Linked DNA regions of Sus scrofa: all the other regions are linked to region 1. A link is a contact called in public Hi-C and HiChIP or PLAC-seq data. All regions are on one chromosome and are shown on one strand. Each heading gives the region's core, a stretch centred on a gene start, on an enhancer-like site or on the middle of the called end of the contact. The rest is flanking DNA. Distances are from core to core; before and after follow the strand shown. Region 1 holds the start of PPP1R14A (protein phosphatase 1 regulatory inhibitor subunit 14A). Region 2 holds the start of CATSPERG (cation channel sperm-associated protein subunit gamma). Region 3 holds the start of PSMD8 (26S proteasome non-ATPase regulatory subunit 8).

What was found. Hi-C and Micro-C count contacts between places; a contact is called where the count stands out from the background. HiChIP or PLAC-seq counts read pairs in DNA pulled down with a chosen protein or histone mark.
Region 2: a Hi-C map of retroperitoneal adipose tissue shows a contact between it and region 1, with 1.9 times the contacts expected there. The contact joins the promoter of CATSPERG here to the promoter of PPP1R14A in region 1. A contact is called at or near these places in 2 of 5 promoter capture datasets (fetal liver and liver), 10 of 47 Hi-C or Micro-C datasets (embryonic fibroblasts, heart right ventricle, liver and 5 more) and 2 of 2 datasets of contacts at active chromatin or transcription factors (alveolar macrophages and skeletal muscle).
Region 3: a contact with region 1 is called in an H3K27ac HiChIP or PLAC-seq map of alveolar macrophages. The contact joins the promoter of PSMD8 here to the promoter of PPP1R14A in region 1. A contact is called at or near these places in 2 of 5 promoter capture datasets (fetal liver and fetal skeletal muscle), 7 of 47 Hi-C or Micro-C datasets (embryonic fibroblasts, mesenchymal stem cells, omental adipose tissue and 2 more) and 1 of 2 datasets of contacts at active chromatin or transcription factors (alveolar macrophages).

The regions. Positions count from the first base shown.
Region 1 is chr6:47,171,550-47,176,085 of Sscrofa11.1, forward strand. It overlaps PPP1R14A (protein phosphatase 1 regulatory inhibitor subunit 14A), which reads right to left and starts at 2,508. Exons shown (of 4, transcript NM_214337.1): 1 at 2,285-2,508; 2 at 76-156. The coding sequence starts at 2,485.
Region 2 is chr6:47,249,606-47,254,272 of Sscrofa11.1, forward strand. CATSPERG (cation channel sperm-associated protein subunit gamma) reads left to right here and starts at 2,702. Exons shown (of 27, transcript XR_002344645.1): 1 at 2,702-2,928; 2 at 3,674-3,957; 3 at 4,045-4,098.
Region 3 is chr6:47,288,041-47,292,384 of Sscrofa11.1, forward strand. PSMD8 (26S proteasome non-ATPase regulatory subunit 8) reads left to right here and starts at 1,851. Exons shown (of 7, transcript XM_005664584.3): 1 at 1,851-2,328; 2 at 3,383-3,455; 3 at 3,574-3,676. The coding sequence starts at 1,966.

The DNA.
Region 1 (4,536 bases), core at 1,258-3,757:
TTAAAATAAAATCATATTGATATGATTTTCAGGGAGGGCAGGGTAGGGGCTGGGGTGGTTTTCCCTTTCACGTACCTGAATTTTCCGGCTTCTCTCCTCTTCACTCTCTAATTCCAGCAGTTCATCGATGTTGACTTCATCGGGCATGTCTGCCTCCTGAGGCGGGGAGGGACGGGCTGTCAGGCGGCCTTGCCCCTCCTTCCCCGCCTTTGTCCAGGGCTCCGGAGGAGCCCCGGCGGCCCCAGGGCCCAGCTGGCGGGTTCCGGAGCAATAATGTGACAGTCAGGGACAGCACCGCCAAGGCGGGACATCTGGGTGTTGGGGGAGGGGTGACAGATGGGTTGACAGAGGCCCCAGGAGCCTGTACCAGCTCAGATGCTGGCCCCGGGGCCCGGGAGTCTCGGGGCTGGCATGGGTCTCTCCCCTTGGCCGCAGTTCCCATAGTGGGAAGCAGGCCTAGGTTGAGTCTTGGAATGTCAGATTCTGGGATTCAGGAGAGGGGCTGGCTCTGCCCTTTCAAGGAAAAGTTTAAGCACTAGGTGCAGGGGAGGGAGGCTGGCAGGATGGAGCCTGCTGGGGGTGGGCCCTGGCCCCAGGGGACAGAGAGGCCTTGGGCCAGCCTCCTCCTCCCCTTGGGGCCAAAGAGGCCCCCCAAGGTGGGTGGGTAGAATAAGCCACCAGCCCACCTTTGAGCAGACAACTGGGGGGCTTGTACAGCCTCTTGGGGCAAAGGGCCAAATGCAGGCTGGCTCAGTACCCCTGTCGGGGACAGAACCCAGCTGTCTGAGCACGAGGTCCCGAGGCTACAGATTTTTTCCTTCCCCACCAAAGTCCTGCAGATTCCACTGCAGGCTCCAGGCCTTGGGTGGTCTGGGAGCTGCATGTGGAGATGAGGGCTCAGCAAAAGACTGGAGTGTCGGTGTGTTACCCGTCCGTGTGAGTCACAGCCTGATGCCCAGGCCACAGGGCCAGTGGGAGGGTGTAGCAATGTATGACATACCGTGCAGCTTGTACAGGGGCCCACGGTCCTCCTATGGTAGGCGGCGTGTGACTCTAGCTTAGCATGTTTGTCTCATCATCATGTGTCGCTGTGGGATATGTTGATCAGTAAGTGACCACAACTTGTGTCCTTGAGTGTCCGGCTGGCTCTAGCGCCGTCTGAGGGTGAGCTCATAGGATCCCACCGACCACTAGCAACTGTCCGCCTGCGTGAGCTCATGTGTCTGAGAACAGGGGCCCTCGGGTCACTGCGAGGGGCCACGGCTTCTCCCACCTTTGTGCTGGGCTGAGGAGGCTCTGTCATCTCACATGTCTGTGTCCGCTTCCTCTGACTCTCATGGGTGGTACAAAGTGTGACTTCAAGCGGAGACAAGTGAAATGTGTCTGTCTGGACCCCCTGAGACAGCACAGGAGGCTGCAGCTTATGCCCTATGTGTCCACAGGCAATTGCAGCTTCTGCCATTGTGCGTCCACAGGTGCCCATAGCCTACGCGGTTTTCTGTCTGGGTGTAGCTATAATTCCTGTTATTTGATGTCTGCGTGTGGCTGCAGCATCTGTCATTGCCTTTGCATGTTTTTTGCTTTTAGGAGATAATGGATGGTCGTTACTTGAATCACTGAGTGTCGGGGTAGCTGTTGTAGCTTGCACTGCTTGCAAGGCTCTACAGATTGCGCTGTGTGTGTCTATGAACAGCTGTAAGTGGAGTCCTTTTGTGTGGGCGTAGTTGTGTTGTATCTGTATAGGGCACTGTGGCCTGTGCTGTTGTGACCAGGAGAGCCTGTGGCTGTAGCATGGGTTGATCTGTCCCACAGCCGGTGTCCCTGACAGTCTGTGCATGGCTGTTGCTTCTGTCACTGGGTCTGTGAGTGGCCATAGCTTGTCACTGTGCAGGTCTGTGAATGCTGATGTTTCCTTGGCTGTGCGGTTCCCTGCGGTTGTATCTCCGGTCACCATGTCTATGTTTGGCTTTAAGACATCCTCCTCCCCCCACCTTTTCTTCCAGATATGGCCACTCTGGCTCCCCAAGTTGGCCTCCTAACCTCCCATATGCTAAAGCCCTGGTCCTCCCCTGTGTTTTTACCCAAGTGTGAGCACAAGCAGAGTGCCAGGGAGGGTGGACGGCGGGGGCCCATGTGTCGCGGGGCCAGCGTTCTCCCCTGGCAAGGAGGCTGCGCATGCACCAGCGAGCTCAAGCAATGAGAGACCCCCAAGGCGCAGGGGGGCAGGGCCCGGGCTCCGTCGGTCTAGGACGCCCCCTGCGCCCCCCACCCCTCCCCGCCTCACCCTGCCACGGTACAGCTCCTCCAAGCGCCAGTCGATCCACTTCTCCACGTCCAGCCGCCGCTGCAGCTCCCGCCGATCGTACTTGACGGTGACACGCGCGTGTCGCTTCTGCAGCCCCCCGGGGCTGCCCCCCGGCCCCCGGGCCCGCGACGGAGACTGCAGCTTGCTCAGCACCCGCTTGCCCAGCCGCTGAGCTGCCATCGCGGTCCTGGCCCCGGCCCCGGCGCCGCGCTGTGCGCTTTCGCCTCTCACCCAGGGGGCCTCTTACGGGCCGGGGCGGGGCTGGCCGGGGGCGGGGGCTCGGGCTCGCCGGGGGGCCGGCCACGCCCCGGCCGCCCGGGCCTCAGTTTCCCCGCCTGCTGCGCGAGGACCGGCCGCCGCGTGGGCGTGAAGCCCGCGGCTGGGCCTGGCTCAGGTAGGGGCCGGGGCCGAGAGCCCCAGGCCGGGGCCGGGCGGCTGGGGCTCCCGGGGCCTGGATCCCGGGGGGCGGGTCCCGGGACGGTTCTCCGGGACCTGGCCTGTTTGCTCCCTCTGGCGGTTGCAAGGGACATGACAGGAGCCCCCTGTGAACAAACCCTTCCACAGGGAAGGTCAAACCACAGTCTTCGAAGCACATCCTTTCTTTCATTTACCCACAATCCAAGCGTCCATTCGTTCACATGCACTCACTGTATTCAAGAAATACTCAGTTGACATCATGACATTGGGGTGTTAGTCCCTCTCTCTTTTTCTCCTTCATATTAGACGCCTCACACCAGATAGCATCCAATGGTCCTCTCTCCCTCTGGCCACCACCAGGCTCCCCGGCCCCCACTCTCCTAGGCACTGGGGACAGAGCAGGGAACAAAACACACAAGCCCAGTCCTCACAGGGGTGACGCTCTTGTGGTGGAGGCGGGCGGCAACGTAATAAGTAAGTACAGTGCATTGTACATTTATTAGAATATAAGTTGTATGGAGAACCATGGAGAATAAAATGAGAAATGGAGTGAGGGTGAGGGTGGGGTTTTAGGGAGGGGAGAGGGTGACCAGAGAAGTCCCTTACCTCACAAGTCTTCCCACTTCTGATGGAAAGCAGCAAGAATAACACTGCAAAACTTAAATAAAACTTAAATTTGGCCATGTCCTTTCGCTGCTGAAGACGATTTATAATGAGGCAGTGGCTTCTTACATGACACATAAAGCACAAACGATAAAAGAAAAAAAAGATAAGTTGGATACCATCAAAATTTAAAAATTTGTGTTTCAAAGGATATCAAGAAATTGAAAAGGAGTTCCCACCATGACACAGTTGGTTAAGAATCTGACTGCAGGAGTTCCCCTTGTGGCTCAGTGGTAACGAACCTGACTAGTATCCATGAGGACCTGGGTTTGACCCCTGCCCTGCTCAGTGGGTTAAGGATCTGGCGTGGCTGTGCGCTGTGGTGCAGGCCACAGATGCAGCTCTGACCTGTCGTTGCTGTGGCATAGGCTGCAGCTGCAGTTCTAATGTGATCCCTAGGCTCCGAATAGCCCTATGCCGCGGCTGAAGCCCTAAAAAAAAAACACAACTGCAGTGGTTTGGATGCTGCAGAAGTGTGGGTTTGATCGCCTGCCGGTGCAGTGGGTTAAAGGATCCAGTATTGCTGTAGGTCACAGCTGCTTCTCTGGCCTGGGCACTTCCACATGCCACAGACATGGCCAAAAAAAAAAAAAAAAAAGAGTAAGAGATTTCTTTTGAGGTCAATGAAATTTTCTAAAATCAATTGTGATGGTAGTTGCATAACTCTATGAATATACCAAAAACTACTGAAGTGTACTTTTTTTTTTTTTTTTGTCTTTTCTAGGGCCGCTCCTGCGGCATATGGAGGTTCCCAGGCTAGGGGTCTAATCAGAGCTGTAGCTGCCAGCCTATGCCAGAGCCATAGCAACTCAGGATCCAAGCCGTGTCTGCTACCTATACCACAGCTCACGGCAACGCCGGATCCTTAACCCACTGAGCAAGGCCAGGGATCGAGCCTCAACCTCATGGTTTCTAATCAGATTCGTTAACCACTGTGCCACAACGGGAACTCCTTGAATTGTAGGTTTTAAAGGCGTGAAATGTATGGCCTGTGAGTTATGTCTCAATAAACCTGTCATATTAACAGAAAAAAACTTCTCCATGGATCCCCATTGTTCAGTGGGGGGGCAATCAAAGTCTGCCAGACACAGTCCCATCCACACACTTTTGCACTAGCTGTTCCTCTGTCAGGAAAGCTCTTCCCACAATGA
Region 2 (4,667 bases), core at 1,452-3,951, 78 kb after region 1:
TCTGTGGTTTTTGAGCAAGTTGATTTCACCTCTCTTCCTTCCTAAGTTTGCCAATCTGTGAAATGGGATGATAACAGCATCTACCTCATGGACTTGTTAGATAATTAAGCAATTTGATCTCCATAAAGCTCTTAGAACAGTGTCTGGTTCTCCATAAAATGTTGGCTAATGGTTATTCTCATTTCTGCACCTTGCTTTTTCATATTACATAGTTCATAATATGCATATAACTTTTCTAACATTCTCTTCTGTACTTTGCTTTTTTTCACCAACCCAGTGTAATTCAGAGATCATTCCAGAGGCATATGAATAGGTGTCATATATATATTTTTTTATTTTATTTTCTTTATTATTTTTTTTTTTGGTCTTTTTTCTATTTCTTTGGGCCTCACCCACGGCATATGGAGGTTCCCAGGCTAGGGGTCGAATCGGAGCTGTAGCTGCTGGCCTACACCAGAGCCACAGCAACGCGGGATCCGAGCCGCGTTGACCTACACCACAGCTCACGGCAACACCGGATCGTTAACCCACTGAGCAAGGGCAGGGACCGAACCCGCAACCTCATGGTTCCTAGTCAGATTCGTTAACCACTGCGTCACGACGGGAACTCCTATATATATTTTTTAAATGTCTGCAGTGCCTTCTCTGGGACACATCCCATAAGTTATTTCTATGTTTTATTCATGGATATGCGGGTGGCATGAATCATCACAGTAATAGAGGCACATCCCCCTGGTGGGGCTACATGCAGAATTGGGGGATGTTTGTCATGAGGAGACCCCAGTCTCTGCCTCTGTGGGTCTAGAAGGGCTCATATTCACAGCTGAGATTTCTTCTCTCAGATGAAGTTACCCTCCCTGGTCTGGGGAGGTGGGGAGTGCTGGGACTGGGGAGACTTCCACCAGCTCTTCATTTTCAAAGAACGTCTGTTCTGGGCTGTGTTGCCCTGAGTTGGAAACTTTACATCAGATGATGCTGATACTGATGGTCTGGGGATAACACCTTATGAACCAGTGCTCCAAAGCCTTCCATGCCTGTGATGCAGTGGGAAACAAAGATGCATTCCCTGACATCATGGCCTAGAGTGGTCAGGGGAAGGATGGGGGCCACTCAGGTATCACAGACAAGACCTGAAGGAAGGAAAATGGTCAGCAGGGGATAAAGTAGGAAATAGTATCCCAGAGAGTGTTATAGTTTGGACACAGTCTGGAGGAGAGCGAGCACCCCTGCTCAAGGACATTCAAGTTGCTCTGTGTGACTAGGCTTTGGACTACAGAGGGAGAAAAGAGATGAGCAGGACAGGAAGGACAACAGGGATGGGATCGTACAGGGCTCTGGAAAGCAAGCGAGTTTGGGTGTTTCCCTGGGGTCCTGGGGTGGCATGGAAAGCTTTAGAGCATTGGTTCATAAGGTGTTGTCCCCAGACCATCAGTATCAGCATCACCTGATGCAATTCTCCAGCCCCATCTCAGACTTACTGAATCAAAAATCCTGGAGATGGAGCCCAAAAATCTGTTTCAGCAAGTCCTTTAAGGCACATTAAAGTTGGAAAATCATGGGTTTTTAGAGTAAAGTCAGCTTTGCAGATCATCAAAAAGTCATGGTCTGGAGTTCCCCTTGTGGTTCAGCAGGTTAAGAACCCCACATGAGGATGTGGGTTTGATCCGTAGTCTCACTCAGTGGGTTAAGGAGCCAGCATTGCTACAAGCTGCTGTGTAGTTTGCATATGTGGCTCAGATCTGGCGTTGCTGTGGCTGTGGAGTAGCCGGGAGATGTAGCTCCAATTCGACCCCTAGCCTGGGAACTTCCACATGCTGTGGGTGAAGCCATTAAAAGGAAAAAAAAAAAAAAAAAAGGCATGATCTGAGTCTGTTAGGCATCAGAATACCAATGAAAACTAACTCATTGAATATTTATTTGTGCCAGGCATTCTTCATGTGTTAGCTTATTGACTTCCCAAAACAACTCTATGAGATGGCTGCCCTGTTCTGTAGAGGAAGAAGTTAAGCCGCAGGCGATCAATTCCCACATGGAGACCAAACTTTTTTTTCACTAGAATTGTGATATTAAAATCTGATTGAGTAGAAGGATGAGTAGGCCAGAACCACCAATAGGAACTCCTTGAAGACCTTCCTATCACAAACTTCGTCTCTAGCACCCTCTGCCGTTCAGGCCCCAAATGGGTGTGGAGCACCGCGCTGACTCTGTTCCCAAGCTGTAGGCGCTAGTTGGGATGCGCGTTACCATGGATACCGGCAAGCGGGGGAGAAGTTTCCTCGAGAAAGGCGGAAGTGGGTTGTAGAAGTGCTGTCGGCCATTTTGAGACCGGGCAAGAGGGGGCGGGACTGGAGCGGCGGAGAGACGGTTGACCGGTTTTAACCTAGTGACTGGTACCACGGGGCGGGGAGAAGGGGGTGGTGCCTGGTGCCATCCCCGGGAGGGATGCGGGGGGCGGGGGCGGGGTTAAGAAGGGGAGGGAAGGGGAGGAGGGAGGCGAGGAAGGAAAAGGCTGGGGAAAATTTGGAGCGCGGAGGGACTGGGCACAGTAGGGGCGGGGCAGAGGAAGAGCGGGGCAAGGCTAAGAAGCTGGGTGATGAATAGGGGCGGGGCTCGGAGAGGCGGAGCGTAGAGCCGCGAATTGTCCAGGGCATGGAAAGGAGTGGTGAGAAGAAGGGGTGGGGCCAAAAGGTGTCGCGGTTCGGGAGGAAAGTGAAGACAGAGAAAGTACTGACGCACAGGGTAGCGCCGGCAAGGAATGAGGAGACAGTGCAGGGCGAGGAGAGGGTGCGGAGCGAAGGGAAGACCAGTGGCGAGAAGAGTTCCCAAGGCAAAGAAACTGTATCTAAGGAGAAGGGGCGGGGCCACATGAGGGGGCGTGGCGAGGAGCAGGCTCGGGAAGAACAGCTCTCCCAGGAGGGAGAAGGACAGGTCGATAAAGGGCAAAAGCAGAGCGGGGAGCAAGAAACAGCCGAGAAACAGGGGAAGGTGCGGGGCGTGGGGCGGGTCCGGGAACAGGATCCGGAGAGGGACAGATCTAGAGCCAGGGCCCGGTACGTGGGCAGAGCCCGAGCACGTGCGCGGAGAAAGGGGCGGTGCGAAGAGAAGGGATGGGGCGGGGCAATAAGCAGGGTCGGAGCCAGGTACAGAGGGACTGGGGAAAATAGTTGTGGGGCAGTTAAATCGAGAAACAGAATCCGAGACGGAGTGAGGAGTAGGGGTGGGAGGCAGAGCAGGGGCAGAGCAAAGAAGGGTGGGGCAAGGTTAAGGGGTGAGAGGAGAAATCGGGGAGAAACCAGGGGCAGAGGCGTTGCCAGGAGCAACAGTAGGGGCGGGACCGGGAGTAGTAGCAGAGGTGGTGTCCGGAATTGCAATACTGGCAGGGCCTGGGGCACCGCCTGGGGTAGGGCCGTGGTCTGGAGCAGAAGTGGAGCCAGGAGCAAGAGTAGGGGTGGAGCCGGTAGCACTAGCAGGAGCGAAGCTAGAAGCAAGAACTGGAGCGGAGCTGGGAGCAAGAGTAGGGGTGTAGTTAGGAGCAAGAACAGGGGTGGGGCCAGAAGTCTGAGCAGGGACGGGGCCGGGGGTCCGGTGGGGGCCAGGCGCAGGAGCTAGGCGGGATCTCAGACGGCACCTACCAAGAGTTGTATTGCCGGCTGGTGACCTCCGCATTTTCCAGGTTGAAGCCACGTTGCCCACTGCCCCAACATGTCCCCTGCTGGCCCTGCGTGGCCGAGACTCCGAGTCCTGCGGGCGCTGTGGGCACTTCTGGTGGTGCTATTGGCACCATGGAGGTTGTGGGCGATAAAGGATACCCTGGAGTGCACCTGGCAGGTTGTCCTGAACAACTTTGAAACAGTAGGCAAGAACCACGCAAGCGATCGTTTTTTCAATCAAGAGCCCCTGGACACAGTGGACGAAGTGTTCAGCCTGCTGGTGGATGCACCCATCGACCCGGACGAGGTGAGGGGACTGGGGTCTGGAGAACGGGAGAGGTCCTGGACAGGCACCTCACTGGGCTCCAGACATTTGCCCAGCTTATCCTTGCAGAGATACCTGGGCTTTCCTTACTTCCTGAAGATCAACTACTCCTGCAGAGGAGAGGTGAGTGGGTGCAGCGGGGGTGGGCTCATTCTGTTCAGGCCTGTTTCTCCATCTCTAACATTTGAATAGCAGGGACCTTAAATATTCACAAAGATTCCTGTTATCCCACCAAGCACATGGTTGGTGCTCTATTAAAAAATAGAGGTATAGGAGTTCCCCTTGTGGCTCAGCGGTAACGAACCCGTCTGGTATCCATGAGGATGCGGGTTCAATCCCTGGCCTTGCTCAGTGGGTTAAGGATCTGGTGTTGCTGTGAGCTGAAGTGTAGGTTGCAGACGAAGCCGGGATTTTATGTGGCTGTGGCTGTGGTGTAGCCTGGCAGCTGCAGCTCTGATTCAACCCCTGGCCTGGGATCTTCCGGGTGTCACTGGTGCGGCCCTAAAAAGACATTATGTGTGTGTGTGTATACATGAGAGATTTCAGATAGCATAAAACTTACCATTTTAAAGTATACAATTCAATAACATTTAGTGTATTCACAAAGGTGTGCAACCATCACCGCTATCTTGTTCCAGAACATTTTCATCACCTCAAAAGGAAACACTGTACCCCCATCCCTCCAGCCCTGG
Region 3 (4,344 bases), core at 601-3,100, 120 kb after region 1:
AGCAACACCAGATCCGAGCTGAGTCTGTGACCTACACCACAGCTCGCAGCAACGCCAGATCCTTAACCTGCTGAGCAAGGCCAGGGATCAAACCCGCAACCTCATGCTTCCTAGTTGGATTTGTTTCTGCTGCGCCATGACAGTAACTCCAAGTTTTTTTTTTTTTTTTTTCTTTTTTGGCTGCCCTGCTGCATGTGGAATTTCCAGGCCAGGGATCAAATCCCAGCCAGAGTTTCGACCTATACCCTAACTGCACAACACTGGATCCTTAACCCGCTGCTACACGGGAAATTTCCTGTCAATGATTTCTTAAGTATGATAGCAAAAGTATAGGTGACAAAAGAGAAAACAGATAAATTAGGTCTCATCAAAATTAAACCCTTTTGTGAATCAAAGGATACCATTAACAGAGTGAAAAGCCAACTGATAGAATGAGAGAAAGTATTTGTAAATCATGTATCTGATAAAGACTAATATGTAGAAAATAAAGAACTCCTTTCCCTGGTGCCTCAGGGGATTAAGGATCCCCATTGTCCCTGCTGTGGCGCAGGTTCCATCCTTGGCCTGGGAAATTTCACATGTTTTGGGTGCAGCCAAAAACAAACGAAAATGAAAATAAAGAACTCCTCTGACTCAACAACAACAAAAAACCACAAACAACTCAATTAAAAACGGCAAAGGAAAAAAATGGAAAAGAAAAAAAAAAAAGGCAAAGACTTGAAGGAGTTCTGTGGTCAAGTCAGCAGGTTAAGGATCAGATCCTGTCACTGTAGTGGCCGGGTCCAAAACAAAGCAAACAAAACAAAACATCTGCACGATATTCCACAGTGTGAATATGCAATTGATTTAATGGTTCCCATATTGATGTTTGGATTATTTTTGTTTGTTTGAGCCACCAGGATGTGGTGGAAGTTCCGGGGCCAGGGATTGAACCCATGCCATAGCAGCAACCCAAGCCATAGCAGTGTCAACAAGGAATCCTTAACCTGCTGAGCCGTAAGGGAATTCTGAAGCTGTTTTTTTATAAAGTGTCAAAAATATGTCCATTGATCTCCAGAGATCTCTTTAGTGTATTCCTTTAAAAAAAAAAAAAAAAAAAAGGCATGTTGCATTTTGGAAGGTATGTATAGTATGATGCAGTTTTTCTTTAAAAACTGTTAAAGACAACTTATTTACATATCCATTCATCCACTCATTCAACAAATATTCATTGTCTACCACAAGCCAGGAATACAACAGTAAAAAAAAAAAAAACCCAATAAACATCCCTGCTGTCATGGAGCTGACTTTCTAAATGACAGAGACAAGAGAACTCAGAAAAAGGAGAGACGTTAAGTAGGCAGGTGTGGTATATATGGAGGAATAACAGGTAGGGATAAAAAAAAAATTGGGAATCCTCCCCAAAATGTGGCATATAAAGCCGTTAATATTGGATGATTTTTAAAAATTTATTATAGTTCATTTACAATGTTCTGTCCATTTCTGCTGTACAGAAAAGTGACCCAATTATATATACATTCTTTTTCTCATATTATCTTTTTCTTTTCTTTTTTTTTATTATTTTCTCATATTCTATCATGTTCTATTACAAGCGATTAGATATAGTTCCCTGCTCTATACAGCATGAAGCCTGGATGATTTTTATAAAGCTTCCCTGCATTTCTTTGAGTTTGGGAAGGTGCACTGAGAGATTAGAGAGAAAGACCCAAAGTCAAATCTCAGCTGTTAGTCTCTTGGAAGTTTATGAAGCCTCTCAAACCCGGTCTATAATACAGGAAGAATAACATCGCTCTCCAAACAGCTCCACCACCTAGACAAGAACGCAGCGTCCGGAAAGACCAAGCTGAAGCCAGGGCGGCCATATTGGCTCCGGGAGGAGGGGAGGCGTTGTAAGCGCTGCCCTTTACAGTTTGCAGACTTCCGGTCACCATCTTGAGTGACAGCAGAGGCGGAGCCCCGACCGACATGTTCGTGAAAGGCCGGCCTTCGAGGGCACCTCCCCGAAAGCGACTGAGCACCAAGCGCGGAGTGCGGAGGCCCACAGTCGCAGCCCCGCCCCCGGCTTTGGGCTCCACCTACCGAGCCCACTTCCGCCGGGCAAGCGGCAGTAGGCGTCGCTGCCGTAAATCGGCTCGGCGGTTTGCCGCATCACGGAAGATGGCGGCCGCGACGGTGAACGGGGTGGCTGGCGGCTCGAGCTCGGGGCCTGCAGCGGCCTCGGGCGCAGTCCTGCAGGCCGCAGCCGGTATGTACGAACAACTCAAGGGCGAGTGGAACCGTAAAAGCCCCAATCTTAGCAAATGCGGTGAAGAACTGGGCCGTCTCAAGGTAGGGGTTACCGGGGGCGCTTCGGGGGGCCCAGACCGAACCTAATTCTGGGCTCAGGAGTGGGCCACATTGCTGGCGGCACCAAGGCGGGCTGGGCGATCCAATGGGGTGAAGAATTCGGAACAGCGAAAGTTCGGGCTTGGAGGGATGAAGAAGTGAGAGGGACCTGGAATGGACCAAATGCAGCCCCACGGTGGGGGGCAGGGGGCGGCGGTGACGGAGAGAGTGGTTCGAGCATAGACGAGTGAGAGGTTCAAATTTTGGTGCTTAGAGGCTTAGCTGGCTGGAGTGGCAGGATGGGGGTGTCGGAGTTTTTTTCTGAGGGAGGGTTCTGGACGACGCCAAGTGGGGAATGAACAGTGGACGCGGTGATGGAAGAAGAAAGCTGAGATGATGGGGTGCGTGGTTAAAACCAGGCCACATGAGGGTCTCAGATCAGAGGCTTAGGCGTGCATCTGAGGGGGAGGGGCCCAGCCAAGTTGAGAGGGCAGGATTGAACCTAGGAAAAATATTCTTTTCGTAAAGGACCAGAATGGTGCTGGAGGTGCTTCAGGCCAAGTGTGGGAGTGAGGACAAATACAGTGGCCTGGACCAAGTTGCTGAGGGGGTGTCTTTGATAAGGGATGATGTGTGGGCTGGACAATGGGGAGAGGTTAGCCCCCCCCCACCTTCTTGGTGTAGGTGGAGGGGAGTAGCTGGGCCCATCCCAACAAAGTGTGGAAAAGGATTGCCAAAGAACTGAAGGTGCTAGTGCCCCTCACCCCCACCCCCTTGATTGCACTGGGTCAGGCATGGAGTGGGTCCCCTGTTTTCCCAGTGGGCCTGTTAATACTTGTAATATGAGGTCATTCTAAATGAATGCTCATCATGTGTCCAGGCCCTGATCTGAGTGCTTTACGGGGACTGACTCCTTTAATACGCGTAACAGCGTCATGAGTCAGGGATGATGATTAGCTCCATTTTCTAGGTGGGAAAACCAAGGCTTAGAGAAAGGTAAATAACCTGTACTTGAAGGCCCGTCTTTTTTCCTTCCTTCCACTGCCCTCCCCATCAGCTGGTTCTGTTGGAGCTCAACTTCCTGCCAACCACAGGGACCAAACTGACCAAACAGCAGCTCATTCTGGCCCGTGAGTGTCACTGGGGTTGGTGGGGGGTTATGGGCTGGGGTTGTGGCAGGAATGGCGGCAGTGGTGGTCAGGGGCAGGGCCACAGTCATCTCCTGAGAGCTTTCTCTGTCGCCTGCAGGTGACATACTGGAGATCGGGGCCCAGTGGAGTATCTTACGCAAGGACATCCCCTCCTTCGAGCGGTACATGGCCCAGCTCAAATGCTACTACTTCGATTACAAGTGAGAATGGACCGTGCCCCTAATTTGGTTTGTGTGTTGGGGGGTGGGGCTTACATGGAAGCTTTTTTACTCCTGCTGCTCTGGCCACTTGGGACATCTTCCTTCACCTGGGAATCCCCTCTTTGCCCAGCTCTGTCCCCAGAAGCCTCAGGGACAGGGGTTGGCCTGGAGGGCCTGAGTCTGGTGTTGTAGCATCCCGTCTCTGTTGACCGCCAGTCTGTCTCCCCTTCACATTCCTACTCTTGATTTCCACTTGCCGCTGTGCCTCCTACCACCTTTTATCTGCCTTGACCCCAGCCTTGCTCCTCAGATTAGTCCCTCCATGATGCCCCTAGGATCTTCATGACACTAAAATTTGACCACGTTGATCACCTGCTTAGAACGTGTCATGGCGCTCCGTAGCCCTCCGGCTTCAGAGCAAGGTCTTTGCTTTGGCTTCCAATGCTTTATCAGCCCTGACCCCTCTGTCTGCGCTTCCCCCATCCTGGCCCTGTTGCTCACTGGACTGTGAACCTTCTAGAGGCAGCAGGTCTCAGTCACGGCTGTGTCCCTGCACTGCCTAACATGGAGCCGGGCTCAAAGCAGGGACTCACTGGCTGTGTGTTGAAGATGAAACGGAATGGCTTCTTAACTGAATGGTGCCTGTGTGGGTTAAGATTAAGAGTTTG